2 separate regions of the Mus musculus genome follow, and region 1 is linked to region 2. Evidence: chromatin contacts called from public promoter capture Hi-C data. All regions are on one chromosome and are shown on one strand. The core of a region is the stretch at or near the end of the contact, and the rest is flanking DNA. Distances in the headings are between cores, read along the strand shown. Region 1 overlaps Kif16b (kinesin family member 16B). Region 2 holds the start of Esf1 (ESF1 nucleolar pre-rRNA processing protein homolog).

The links. Promoter capture Hi-C pulls out the DNA fragments that hold promoters and counts their contacts.
Region 1: a contact with region 2 is called in a promoter capture Hi-C map of liver, with 4 times the contacts expected there. The contact joins the enhancer-like site here to the promoter of Esf1 in region 2. A contact is called at or near these places in 5 of 39 promoter capture datasets (cranial neural crest, hippocampal neurons, liver and 1 more) and 1 of 115 datasets of contacts at active chromatin or transcription factors (astrocytes).

What each region holds. Positions count from the first base shown.
Region 1 is chr2:142,803,007-142,805,706 of GRCm38.p6, forward strand. The region is part of intron 12 of Kif16b (kinesin family member 16B); the gene reads right to left. Among named protein-coding and RNA genes, the nearest start is that of Kif16b, 97 kb to the right of the region's middle. Within about 2 kb of position 1,280, at least 8 of the 459 cell types and tissues checked have an H3K27ac peak or open chromatin away from gene starts, as enhancers often do. A contact at or near this core is called in liver, where this site is marked.
Region 2 is chr2:140,169,263-140,171,962 of GRCm38.p6, forward strand. It overlaps Esf1 (ESF1 nucleolar pre-rRNA processing protein homolog), which reads right to left and starts at 1,296. Exons shown (of 14, transcript NM_001081090.1): 1 at 1,215-1,296. It overlaps Ndufaf5 (NADH:ubiquinone oxidoreductase complex assembly factor 5), which reads left to right and starts at 1,384. Exons shown (of 11, transcript NM_027093.4): 1 at 1,384-1,671. The coding sequence starts at 1,450.

The sequences.
Region 1 (2,700 bases), core at 30-2,529, 2.6 Mb after region 2:
AGGCTGTAACAGCAATATAGAAGACCTGCACAGGCCCAAGCCAAACAAAAACTCAAGGTAGAGGTGAGGAAGTAGGCACAAAATTCCTCCCACAGAGAGTAGCTACTGGCATAACCTCGAAGAGGGAGGTTAGTTTCTTTCATGGTATCGCAACTCACAAGCTACCAGCACACAAAATTATAAAAACAGATTCCAATGAAAGACCACAATGTGACTGTCAACTGATTACCTAGAAACATTTAGAATCTACGGACCACACTGAAGCAGATTTTCTTCGACACCAACAGTTGGCTTGAACTGGCCTAGCCAGGGTTATTCAGGTCTGACATCCAATGTCCCTGTGAATGGTGTCCCAGCTTCATTTAGTTAAATGTCACAGTTGCAATAGCATTTCTAATGTTTAATCATTAGTTATCAAAATGCATCCTACTTATGTTGCTTTGATAGTGTGCCACTAATAATTATAATCATAATTCACTTGAAGAAATTTTAAATAATTAGAGCCTCGTGGATACAAAAAATATTTTAATTGCATTGAAATGTATTTGCATGGCTTTACTGCAAAAGATTATAATAGGATGATCAAAGAAATGATCACACAAAAACATATTAAACTAAAAAAAATTGCATGACAAGTTGAATATACAAATTCATAGAGAAATGAAGATTATCCAGAATTAAAGAGATTACTGGTGTTTTCTTCAAGGTTGATAGTAAATACCAAATCTCTCTGATTTTAGAGTCTAACATTATTTGAGAGTAATATGAATTTTATTTTGAAATATAAACATTTAAAGTACAATAAACATCCCATCTTGTGTAATACTAAATGTATGACCAAAACATAGTTTCAACACCAACTCTGTACATTCAAGGTTGCGACTGTCTGGTACCAAGTGTAGGAGGTGTCAGAGAACAGCCTACTGCTTCACCTTCTATCAGGTAAGTCCTCCAAGTCCAGAGTCAATCACTGACCTGGTGAACCCTGCCTCCCACTGTGAGGATCTTCTTCAGTGAACTCAAGTCCAGATCCTCTGTTTATTCCTTCACACTTATATTCCTGTCTAAAAGTGGTGGTTCTCAAAATGAAATAAAATGTCATTTGCCAAGGGTTAGAGATTAATTCCATGCTCTCTGAGAACCTGTTCAAGATGAATATTTATCAGACACAGGAGAGCAGATGGGTTGAACTTTGGGCTTTGTGAAGGGAGGTTAGGAGCTGAGTTTCTAACTACAATGGATTCTGGGAATGACCTTTGGTAAATCACTGAACTGTCAGGTGTTCATGCAGGTTGCCAGCTATTGAAAAATAAATGTGGCAGAGATAAGGACTCCTGCCTTACTGCAAAGGAGGCCTCAAGAGGATTAATGCTGGACAGAAAAGCATTTCCTGCTCCTACAAGAAAGAATGCTTACCACTGTACAATAAATGGTTTCTAGTCATCACTTAGTCTAGCCTAGTCTCCTAATCTAGATAAAACCACAGTAAATTCTACACAGCTGAGGGCTGTCCTGATGTTTATTTGCAATGAGTGGAAAGACAAAAGGTTCTCTAATAGAAATGACTCATCTGAACTTAATCCCCAGCACCACAAAATAAACAAACAAATAGATAAATGCAATATGAAAATAGTAATAATAAAAACTAAAAACAGCTCTATGTGAATACAGCATAAATATATAACCCCCTGGGTTTTGGGCAGTGGCCATAGCTATCCCATTCCATTACTTCAGCTTGACCAACAATAAAGTGTATCCTTTAAGTACTATGTGAAGGCGCTTCAAGGCCCACATACTATTCACTATTCGTTGTTATAATTGATTTTAACAGATAATTTTAAGAACATGTGGCAGTACCTATTCATATTCCTATAAACATGAATGTATATGCAAAATCTCTACAAGAACTATTTCAAATAATTCAAATAACTAAAGGTGACATCTAAAACACAAACACACACACACACACACACACACACACACACTTTTAGGCCATTCAACAAACATCTAACACCCGCCTTTACATATATTCTCAACACTCATTTAATCATGCCATGTATTAAGTTCTGCACAGCCAAAGCTGAAGACGGTTCTCCCTGTTCTTACTTAAAAAATAAAATAAAAATAAAACTTAATGTTATTTTTAATGAATAGACAAACCATTTCTTTTTACTTCTCTTTTTTCCCTTTTTTGTTAAACTTAAGGGACTTAAAAAAAGAAAAAAGACATTCACTAGGGTCAAGCTTTCACCTGCATCATTTGCCTTTGTCTGTGCTTTAGGGCCTTCTGGCACACAGTAGGCAGGGGCAATCGCCTACTAACCAGAGTGGACAGTGAAAACCAAACACAGGAAAGACTATGGCATTTGCCAGAAGAACAGAGTGTGGGTGACAGAGCTCACTTACAATGAAATACAGCACTACCATGGACACAAGCTTACTCATCAAAGGCAAGGATTTCCATGAGACTTCCCCACCTCCTTCTAGACTGGATATATTTCAAAGAACAAAAGGGCTGGGCAACAAATTCCAGTTTCCATCCCAGCACTAAATTATTAACACATACAAAGACAAACAAACTGAAATATCAACACCTCCTTCAAGGTCAACCACCAAATTTGAGTTATAGACCATGGACACAGAGCAGGAAATTCCCAGTGTAGACAGCTACTTTGGAGACCCCAGTAGAACAGAACGGTG
Region 2 (2,700 bases), core at 46-2,545:
TGGGTATGTGGGCTGATGTAATCATCTACAGATGCAACAGACACAGGAAGACAAAAACAAAAGATTCTGAAATCTCAGCTGGTCTAATTGGGTTTTCATAGTCTTGTTTCATTCTCTTTGTTAATGTTTACTTCATAATTGCATAAGCTTTTGGTTTTACAAAGCTGTCTCTTAACTAATGAGGGGCATTTAAAAAAAAATCAAATCAGATTTACCTTAGTGTTATTTCTATAAATCCTAGTTTCTATCAAGACCCAAATTAGTCTCAAACTACAGTTAACAATTGTCACGTTCTTCTTAATAAATTTTTCCATGTGTATGGGTGTTAAGTATTCATGTGTGTCTGCATATCACTTCTGTGCCTCCTGCCCATGGACGCCTGAAGAGGTCTTCTGAGCCCCTGGAACTGGTTTTACTGACTGGACAATAGTCAGCCATCAAGTGGATGCTGGAAATTTAACCTAGGTCCACTGAAGACCAGCAGCCAGTGCACTTAACCACTGAGCAATCTATCCAGTCCCAAATGTCGCTTTTTTATAACATTTTATTCTCAAAGTGACTAAGGCCTAGATAGGCTATAAACACACAAAAACGCTCACAGAAGTTTGTATGCCTAATGTTCCTTTGTAAAGCGTCCCTGGTGGTTGGATTTCTCCAGATTTCAACTTTGCAAAAAAGTCAGAAGTTTCTGTATGAATAAAAGCTGACTGACCAAACAAGACAGTATTTACGCCCCTCACTCCTGCGACAGACTGTACGCCATCACAACAGGCTAGCCTAGCCTTGAACTGCAATCACTTCTGTCTCTCGGCCTCAATACTGGAATTACAGTGTTGCTTTACTTCAGAACCCTTTACATTCTAATAGAGAGAGAGAGAGAGAGAGAGATACTACAACACCTGGAACAGCTGTACGACACAGCTACCACCTCAACCAACTGCAGTGCGTGTGAATGTTGGAAATGGAAGCCCACGGCGAACATGGGATGTTCAGAGGAGCGAAAGCAACTGGACAGCACTTGAAACGCTTCCCGGTCTCCCTCAAGTCCACCCACCCTCTGGCCTGGGAGCTCCAGGTCAGCTCGTCCCGAACCATCTTCCCACCTCACAAACTTTCGGGGCAAGTTACTCGGCTGCGTTCTCTGTCTCTCTCGAGAAGCAGCTCTGAAGAGAACAATGAGGCCAGAAAGGGACCGGACTATAGGGGCTACTCACAAATCCCAAGGAGAGCCCGACGGGCGACCGCACAGTTTCCCACCACTCTTCTCAGATCCCAGTCTGAGTTCACATGGAGCGCACTCCCACAATCCTCCGCGAGACGCTCCGTCTTAACGGCACGCGAGCTGGGCCAAACTACTTCAACCTTCCGCCTTGGAACTGCGCTAGTCGTAGTCCCGTTGGCGCATGCGCCTAATAGAAACCATGCCCTGCTGTGGCGCCCGGGCTGAAGATGCTGCGAAAGGTCGTTCTTTTGCGCCTCTGCCCACTGCTTGGCCGGCCAGCGGTCTCTGCATCGAGCGGCAGTCGCAGGGAGGTCGCTTCTGGTGTCCCTCCTTCGGGCAGCACCTCGCCCAGAGCCCTAAACATCTTCGACAGGGAATTGAAGAGGAAGCAGAAGAATTGGGCCGCCCGGCAGCCCGACCCCATGAAATTTGACTACCTGAAGGAGGAGGTGAGACTGTGGGGCTGCGACGGAGGGAGGCGTGGAGCCGGGTAGGGCGGACCCACCCACCCGACTGTGTGACCTTGAGAAGCTTCACTCTCTAGAGCCTTTCTGATTTTCCGGGAAGCACGAGAGGCTCCGATAGCATGCGGGGCAATCATTCATTCGCTTTGCAAACACTGCTTGAGTTCCAGGGAAAAGCAAGATCATTTAGGAGTGAGTAGGAGACACATAGACAGGGAATGTAATTGCAGCAAAAGGAAGGTGAAGAAAAAGTGAGATAGCGGTATTGGTGACTGCGGTGGTCAAGAATGGCTGTTATGGCGAAAAGTGAGAGATTAGTTGAGCCGAGATGAGAGATGGGACGAGTCTCCTAGGAAAAGGAAAAGTGCAAAACTCCTAAGGCCAAAAGGACGTGTAGAGGCCTTCAATAAGTCCTTCCATTCTGTTCAAGAAAAGCTTGTAAGAGACTGAGTACAAGGTGTGGATAGTTGACTGCATCCCGGATGACGCCAGTCCGGGGAAGGGTGGTACTTACCATACGATTTCTTTTATGTTGTGTTTAGGAGATGGTCGTCTATACTTTTCCAGACTTGGTGTTTACTAATTTGCAAGCATTGGCTGTCTTAATTTATTATGTAATATATACCAGCCTGACCTCGAATTCATAGAAATCCACCTGCCTCAGCCTCCCGATGTTGATGTTGGGTTTGAGTTTCCGAGACAAGGGTCTTTTTAATATATCCTGGTTTGGAACTCATAGTCACCGTGTATTCCAGACTGGCCTCAGACTTGTGGTAATCCTGCTTACTCCTGAATCGAAGGACTATAGACATAAACTGCCACACCAAGGAGATCGTTAATTTTGATTTCATTAAATTTGCTTCTAAAGTAATTTGCTTCCGTTTGTTTTCAGGGTATTTTATTATTTCCATAATAAAAAAATAAAGTATTTGTAAAGGAAGTTGCTGTGGGACAATAGCAAATGGGATAGAAGGAAACACTTCTGTTTTGAAACATATGTTGAATCTTAGGAAA